Linked DNA regions of Mus musculus: all the other regions are linked to region 3. A link is a contact called in public HiChIP or PLAC-seq and promoter capture Hi-C data. All regions are on one chromosome and are shown on one strand. The core of a region is the stretch at or near the end of the contact, and the rest is flanking DNA. Distances in the headings are between cores, read along the strand shown.

Region 1 (2,700 bases), core at 170-2,669, 410 kb after region 3:
CAGCAAAGCAAATGTTAACACTGGGTAGGCACACACTGCAGCATCATACATGGAACACTTCCTGGAATGGAGAAGTGCTGCTGCGGGGAGAGGCAGAGGGGGAGGGGACAGGAGTAAATCAACATCCCTCCTTCACTCACTTCCTGGATCCTACAAACAGCTGCAAGTGGAATTTGCCCACTGGACAGATGGAACAAGCTGAGGCTCCCAGAGCTATCTAGAGAGCATTCCAACTGGGAAGCTCTAGGTTAGGGGATCCTAGCCCAAGAAAGAATCCTAAAGAATGTTTCTTCCCAAGTTCTCCAACCTCTGTCACTCAGAGAGGATGGACAGGCAGGGATGCCTGGGTGGGAATGGAGAACAGACTAATGGATGGATTCAAAGAGCCAGTCGGCCCAAGAGAACCAGATAACAGGAGGCTCCCAAAGTTCAGCCAGTCAGATGGCAGAGGCCAACTCACGTAAATAAGGGGCACAGATGGGCATTTGCACACGAGAGGTCACCTTAGATGGCTAGCCAGACAACGGTGGACTTCAGAGTGAGTTTGGACAGATGGGACAACCAAATGGTGCCGGTAGGAAGCCTGTCTAGAACAGATAACCAGCTAACCAGGCAAGAGAGCAGGCTCCAGAAAATAACTGGCCAGACAGACCCCAGGGGTCATTCCCCATGGATGGCTAAGTGGCAAGTGTTATCTTCAACATCTTAGCACACACACTAAGATTTCCAGGTAGCAGAAGGAAAGAGGAGTGGATCTATCCCGGACTACAGGTAAAGCGATGTCAGAGTTGCCCAGCCATAGCCGGAACTAGAAGCACCAAGAGGGGTCGGCACTGACCGTCTTGCCCCAAACACCGCCCACTATCATCGACTAGTCCCAGACTTGGATCTGCATCTCCAGTCCCTGCGGAAAGCCATGGAGACTCTTGCCCCAGACCTTATCCACTGCCACCGGTGCTGCGGCGTCCGCGAGCCGCAGTTCCGCCATTCCCCGCCCGCCCTCCGCGCCCTAGGCCGCCGCCCGCCCTCCCGGCCGGAGCCCCAGAACCGCCGCCGGCGCGCTCGCTCACCGGCCCACGAAGTTCTCGAGCACCGAACTTTTGCCGGCGCTCTGGCCGCCCACCACGGCGATCTGCGGCAGGTCCAGGTGGCAGCTCTGACCGATGGAGCTGAAGGCGTCCTGCAGCTTGTTAACCAGCGGGATGAGCTCTTCCATCCCGCGGTTGCCCATGGTGTCCGCCTCCGCCGCGCGGATCCCCCGACTAAGACTCTCGGTTCCGATGTGTCTGTGGCCGTTGCTTCCTCCTGCTCTGCTCTGCCGGCCCGCCCGGTCTCCCCTTCGCCGCGACGCCCGCTCCCGGCTCGGCCTCAGAGTCGCCGCCTCATCCGGTTCTCAGGCGACACCCGACCCGAGCGAACAACCCTCCCGGCCTCCGGGGCGGAGTCCGCAACCCTACTGCTATATCCAATTGGTTCAAAGCACTGCCACTCAAGAACGTGAGCCAATAAAAAAGGCACGAGGAAGGGCTAATCTCACAAATTCACTGGGTAATAAAACTGTCACTCTTAAGTGAAAGCCAATAGAAGTCAAACCGGGTTGTCAGACCGGGAAGGCGGGGTCTCTGGAAAAGACACTGAGGCCTCAGCTCACTAGGTTGATTCGGGTTGGCTTATTGGTCGCAGAAACGTCAACCTGCCAAGGGTGTAAGGGATCCATTCTTCAACACTGGATTGTCACTTGACACTAGTTAATTCCGTAAAAATTTCTCATTGGCTGATATAAATATCACTTCTCTACTCCAACCAGTAAGAGGAAAGAGAGCCGCAATCTTTTTCTATAGTTTCTATAGTTTTGTATGCTGGCTACAGACTCTTGATGTTCCTCCTGTCTCAGCCTCCCTCCTGCTAGGATACACGCTACTACCTTCCCAATCCTCACTGACAACTGTGTCATAAAAGTTCTTCCAACTTCCTGGCATTTGCTATCACTTTGTGATATTCTTTTTAAGCAAAAGGCCACAGTGCTCAGGGAAGCACACCGTGGTAAGGTTCAGTGGCTGTTACACCTGAATTCTTAGGCTGTAGTGAAAACCCATATTTTAGAAAGCATCGCAGTCGGGCGTGGTGTCGCGTGCCTTTAATCCCAGTACTCGGGAGGCAGAGGCAGGCAGATTTCTGAGTTCAAGGCCAGCCTGGTCTACAGAGTGAGTTCCATGACAGCCAGGGCTATACAGAGAAACACTGTCTCGAAAAACAAAACAAAACAAAACAAAACAAAAAAACTAAAACAAAAAAACAAAAAAACAAAACAAAGCAGAAAGCATCGCAGATCCCAACTCTGGAAGAATCCCAGTGCCAGTGAAAGATGAGTCGACACTTCTGCCTCATAAAGGCGTTCTCACCCTCTCGTGCTTATTTCTGTACGTTACAGAGGGTCAAGTCTACAGTTCCATTAAGCCAAGCAAGTGTTTTGCGGATGGCTACAACTGTAGGTTTATTTTTACTTTAATTTTTTTTTTCTCCTAGACCAATGGCTCAGTACTTGCTGCCTTGGGAGCCGACTCAAATTTGGTTCCCAGCACCTGCATGACAACTCACACAACCATCAGTGATTCCAGTTCCAGGAATCTGACACCCTCGTCTGGCCTCCACTAGAAACAGACACAGACATAATGCACATACCGACATGCAGGCAAAAAA
Region 2 (2,700 bases), core at 18-2,517, 330 kb before region 3:
AGTCTCACGTGTTACTTTTTCGTATGTAGGTGTTTTGTCTGCATGGGTGTCAGCAGGAGATAGAGCTCAGGCAGTGGCTTTAAAGACAGCTGAGGACAGCCATGTGACTGCTGGAAATCAAACCTGGGTCCTCTTAATCACTAAGCCAACTCCCCAGCCCTTTGTTTCCCTTTTTAATGAAAAACTGCGACTCAAACGAGTAACGCCCTTAAAGGTGACACCAGCCAGCCAGGAAAGGAAGTACTTAGGAGTTGTACCTCAAGGGCAAGGGACCCAGAAAAAGGTTTCAAAAAAACCTTAATTTCAATGTCTGTGCCCAGGAAGACACTGAGAGGGCAGGTCTACACATCTTACAGTTCCAGAAAGCTTCATGCAGACAGCAACAAAACACAGAGCTTTGTAACAGCCATTCGGCCAAATCTGGAATCCTTTCCCTGTAACCCCACCAACTGGAAAGCTGAGACAGACAGGATTATTAGTTTGAGACCATCCTGAATTGCAAAGTGAAACTTGTACAATGCATACATGCTAATACACACACACACACACACACACACACACACACACACACACACTGGAGATACAGTTCAATGATAAAGCTCAAAGCCCTGGGTCCTGTCCTCAGCACTGCAAAGATCAGTCAACCAACCAAACCAACCTTGCCCTAAAGAAAAGTTGTAATTAAAATAGCGTGTGTGTGTAGGATGTAGAAAAGTCACCAGATGCGATTGTACAGATTTGTAATCGAAATACTTGGGACTTGGGAGGTGAAGACCAGAGGATGAGGAGTTAGCATGGAGAGAGTACTGACCAGCAGGCTGGAAGCCATGCATCCACCCCCAGTACCGCTTAAACCCAGGCTAGAAGAGACTAGAAACCCTGCGGAGAGAGTGGGGGTTGGGGGGGGGGGCGGATGAGAGAGGGGAAAGAAAAAAAAAAAAAAAGACAGTGACCTGGAGAGGGGTTGCTGCTACTGGAAATGTGGAAAGGGGGAACCGGAAACGAAGGCCTCCACTGGCTGCTGATTTTGAAAAGCTACGCTGGAATAGGGTCGCTAATTTGAGACCTCCGGTAAACAGAGACAACACTGGGGAAGTCGGCGCCACTTAGGGAGCAGTGATGGGCTGGGGACCCTCAGGCCACAGCTCTTGCACACTCAGCAGCCAGGATGCAGCTGCCGCCACGCCCACTCCACGGCGGTGCGGAGAGCAGAGCCCGGCGGAGCCAAACCGAAGCGAGCCGAGCCGGTGGCAAACTGGGGCGCAGACTCCCGAGTGACGCAGCGTCACGCAGCAGTCACTCCCCGGCTGCACTCACCATCGCGTCCTCCCGGAGGTCCTAAGAATGCCTCCCTCCCGGTTCCCGGTTCCCCGCAGGGCACAGCAGGACCCGGGCGGGGGCAGACAGCCTGAGTGACAACTACCGAGACAGACCCGACCACCCGAGCCTCGCGAGTGAGAGACTCAGTCTCTTTGGTGGCTTTGCGTGGCAGCGTCCCGCCCCGGCTAGCGGCGCGTCTCCTTGGACAGTTACTGCAGTCCCGCCCCTTCGCCCTGCGCATCGAGGGGAGAAAAACTAGGGTTAAATTTGCTCAAGACAATTGCTCAGGTTGCTGTGGATTGCAACCCCTTTGGGGGCTGGAGACGGGGATCGAAAGACCCTGTTAAAAAGGGTCGTTTTACGAGCATCACAAGACACAGGGTTTTGTTTTGTTGTTTTAAGACACGGTTTCTCTGTATGACCCTGGCTCTCCTGGAACTCACTCTGTAGTAGAGGCTGGCCTCTAACTCAGAAATCCGCCTGCCTCTGCTGGGATTAAAGGAGTGTGCCTCTGTCACCGAGCTAAAACATATATTTACATTACAATTCATAACACTAGCAAAGTCATAGTTATGAAGTAGCTATGAAAATAATTGTATGGCTTGGGGTTACCATAACATAAGGAACTATATTTAAGGGTCGCAGCATTAAGAAGGCTGAAACCATTGCTCTAGAATCTCAAGTCGATTGGGGCTACTGAGGAGAAACATAAAGGCTTTTTTATTTTTTATTTTTTGGACATAGGGTCTCATGTAGCCCAGACTGGCCTCAAGTAAGCTGTGTGGCCGAGGATGTACTTGAACTCCTGGTCCTTCTGTCTCTTGAACGCTGGGATTACAGGTGTGTATGCTTTCATACCCAGCTGGGTTTATGGTGTGTTGGGGATGTCACCGAGGGCCTTCTTCCTGGTAGCCACTCTACCCAAAAGGCTCTACCTCTAGTCATTGGCTTCCAACTCCCTGAGTACTCAAATTTCTTTCATGGGCCACCAGGACACCTTTCTGAGTCACTAAGGAGTGTGGTCCCATTAGTTTTTCGGTAGACGGGTCATGACGGTATTAATAGATCACCTGTGTTGTCTTTCAGGAACTCTGAGCTTGCTTTTGTTCATCTCAAACTACTAAAAGTTTTAGAACAGGATCGATGGAAAGTAAGAGGCGGACCTCCACAGAGGTCCTTTGGCCAGGACAATGAAGGATATTTACATTACAATTCATAACACTAGCAGAGTCATAGTTATGAAGTAGCTATGAAAATAATTTTATGGCTTGGGGTCAGAGCTTGGGGTTTTGTAGGACAGCAAAGGGAAGTTCGGGGTGGATGATCCCATCTGCAGATCTGTTACCTCGAGAAGCCTCGGCGGTGTAGATACAGAGGAAC
Region 3 (2,700 bases), core at 31-2,530:
CTGACCACTGCAAGTTTCTCTGTTACCATCCATGGGGCCCAGCAAATGTCCAAGACCCTCTGGCCTCAGTTTCCCTGTTTGTAAAGTATATCTAAAATGGGACTTGCTCTGTATAGTTTGTAGATGCACATCAAACAATATTGATTGGTTTCTTGATACATAGCACCAGGACTGCGTGGGTCCTGGGAATCCATCTCAGGTCATGGGCTTGGCAGCCTTTACCTGCTGAACTAACTACCTTGTTGGTCCCTTACTCATTCATTCATTTACATATTTTGAGACAGGGCTTCATGTACCCCAAGCTTAACCCGGATGTCTACCTAGCCAGAAATCACCTTGGACTCCACACACACACACACCCACACACACCCACACACACACACACACACACACACACACACACCTGCCTTTATTCCCAGTGCTAGGATTGTTCTTTCTCTTGTTCTCTTTGAGACAAGGTATCACCATGTAGTCAGCTGGCCTAACTTTGTAGCCAAGGCTGCCTTTAACCTTCTATTTCTCCTGCCCCTGCCTCTGGAGTTCTAGAACCACAGCTGTGCCTGCTTCTTGCCCTTACTTGCAAAGGTCACTTCCAGAAGGTCACTGAGGCTGGAACCCCATATACAACTGGAGGGTCCTCTAGCCCAGGATTCAGTGGTGGCCTCTTTCTGAGAAGCAGGCTATACCCCTCTCAGACCTGGGAGTCCCTTACCTTTAAGGTCTCAAATTCTTGGTGGGCTTGACCGAGCCAGGCGCCTCTCAGCTGCACTTGTAGTCTCCGTACAGTGTCCCGCAGAGCCTGCTGGGCCCGGGCCACTTCCCCCAGTGATCGGGCTGTGGCTTCAGCTCGAAGGTGTAAAGCGTCCTCTTCCACCTGCTCAAGGATGGTGTGTCATCAGGGTATGTTTCCTCTGTTCTGGGTTTACCATTTCCTCAGACTCTTACCTGCCACCAACACCCAGCTCCAGTGCTCACCTGAATCTCCGACAGGCTGGTGCGAAGCTCCTGTGTGGCATCCTGGCCCTGCCTGACTTCTGTCCCCAGGAATTCCAGTGCTCTGTCATAGAGGCCCAGGCTGTGCCCAGCTTCTGTCAGGCGAGCCTCTGTGGCTCTGTACACGCCATTGAGGGCCTGGCCTAGCTGCAGGGCCCCGTGAAAGAGCAGGGTCAGCTCTTCATATTGAGCTGGCTCTGGACCACCCAGAGGGGCCACTGGAGCGGGTCGCACTGCTGATGCTAAGGTCCACAGGAGGCAGAGAGCAAGCACAGCCATGGCTGACAGTTTCGTGGGTGTGGTTCCCGGGCCGCTGCGGCTGCCTTTTATTTCCATAGGCTGCCATTGACCCCCCTGGTCAATGGTTAACCGGCCATGGTTGCACAAGGGCCTGGCGGAGGCTCAGCCATTGCATCAGACTGATGGCTAAGCAGGCCATGCTGATATCACGCTGCTAGAACTCAGGGCCAGCTGTGTGTGGGGGTTGGAGGTAGTGGGCAAGCTCAGACCAGAGCTCTCAGCGCCAGTGTCTGTATGAGCATATCACTGCCTTGAGCCTCAGTTTCCCATCTAAGTGTAGAACGTGGCTCCCTTCACATCCAACACAGCAGGCCCAGTATTGCTGGGCCACCCAAAGGGCCATCCAGGGGCTCCAGCCTTGTCTCCTTCCTGCAGACAGCTAATGCAGGGGTCACTGGGTGTGGCCAATAGCTGTGGAGGAGGGGCGAAAAAGTGACATGACAGACATCCTCCTTCTGAGATCATGGAGCCTGACTCCCCGCATGGTTTATGATCTGTGCTAACTTCGATTTAACTTCCTAGAACACACAGGGCAAGTACTGCAACCCATTTTCTCTACCTAGGCGTCCCACAAGTAGTACTAAGCATTTGTTGAACATCCACTTTGCGCACTCAAAGGAACAGCCTTGCTTCCCTTGCAAATAGAACGTTACACTCTGAGGTTGCGGTAGGAGGAACATGAGTTCAAGGCCAGCCTGGGCTACAGAACTAGATCCTCTCTTATGGCAAGAAAACAAGAGCTGAGGTGATGCTCAGAGGTAGAAGGCTTTCGGGGCACTCAGCATTCCATCGCTAGCACCACAGAAAATGGCCGTGAAGTTAGTCATTCGCGATGAGCTTGACACCGAGAGTCACAGGACTCTGTCACAGAGACCCACTCACTGTTCTGTGTGGAGACTCGCTGTTACTGGTTGTTGGTACAGAGCTTCAGAGGCTGAGCTAGCAGGCCAGATGCCTCCATCACACAGCTTAAGGGGGCCTACAGGGTTGGGGCTTGTGCACTTACAGCTGGGGAGAAGAGGCAAGACCAGGTTCCGGTTCTCTTTGTATCTGAAAGACAGACCCTATAGATAACTCCAGGGAGCCAATAAGGTGGTAGTGTGGGCTGCGGGAGGCCAGTCTGCCACCTGGCTACTGGTGGGACCACCTTATGTTTTTAATTATTTATTTATTGTTGGGGGGCAGGGTTGAACAGAGATGTCCAAAGAGGCCAGAGGCATCAGGTCCCCCTGGAGCTGACTGAAGTGGGTGCTGTGAACTGAACTTGGATCCTCTCAAAGAGCAGTGCGTACCCTTAACTGCTGAGCCACTTCTCCAGACCTCTGGCCCTCGGGGGCTGGAGCCAGGGCTCAGGTGGTAGAGTACTTGCCTAGTGTGCACAAAGCCCTGGGTTCCACCCCCAGTACC

What was found. Promoter capture Hi-C pulls out the DNA fragments that hold promoters and counts their contacts. HiChIP or PLAC-seq counts read pairs in DNA pulled down with a chosen protein or histone mark.
Region 1: a FOXA1 HiChIP or PLAC-seq map of pancreatic cancer cells shows a contact between it and region 3. The contact joins the promoter of Dnm2 here to the promoter of Angptl8 in region 3. A contact is called at or near these places in 2 of 39 promoter capture datasets (both in liver), 1 of 484 Hi-C or Micro-C datasets (the N1E-115 cell line) and 2 of 115 datasets of contacts at active chromatin or transcription factors (large pre-B cells and pancreatic cancer cells).
Region 2: a promoter capture Hi-C map of neutrophils shows a contact between it and region 3, with 2.7 times the contacts expected there. The contact joins the enhancer-like site here to the promoter of Angptl8 in region 3. A contact is called at or near these places in 8 of 39 promoter capture datasets (3T3-L1-derived adipocytes, HPC-7-derived erythroid cells, cranial neural crest and 5 more), 4 of 15 datasets of contacts at CTCF or cohesin (the G1E-ER4 cell line, embryonic stem cells, large pre-B cells and 1 more), 18 of 484 Hi-C or Micro-C datasets (the Ba/F3 cell line, CD4 T cells, CD8 T cells and 11 more), 11 of 115 datasets of contacts at active chromatin or transcription factors (T-cell acute lymphoblastic leukemia, acute myeloid leukemia, astrocytes and 8 more) and 3 of 9 other capture datasets (embryonic stem cells, liver and pancreatic islet).

The regions. Positions count from the first base shown.
Region 1 is chr9:21,423,627-21,426,326 of GRCm38.p6, reverse strand. It overlaps Dnm2 (dynamin 2), which reads right to left and starts at 1,419. Exons shown (of 21, transcript NM_001253893.1): 1 at 1,071-1,419. The coding sequence starts at 1,231.
Region 2 is chr9:22,163,603-22,166,302 of GRCm38.p6, reverse strand. No RefSeq gene overlaps it. Among named protein-coding and RNA genes, the nearest start is that of Pigyl, 8.1 kb to the right of the region's middle. Within about 2 kb of position 1,267, at least 232 of the 459 cell types and tissues checked have an H3K27ac peak or open chromatin away from gene starts, as enhancers often do. A contact at or near this core is called in CD8 T cells, the G1E-ER4 cell line, Th1 cells and 16 more, where this site is marked.
Region 3 is chr9:21,834,090-21,836,789 of GRCm38.p6, reverse strand. Angptl8 (angiopoietin-like 8) reads right to left here and starts at 1,280. Exons shown (of 4, transcript NM_001080940.1): 1 at 976-1,280; 2 at 713-874. The coding sequence starts at 1,272. The region is part of intron 14 of Dock6 (dedicator of cytokinesis 6); the gene reads left to right.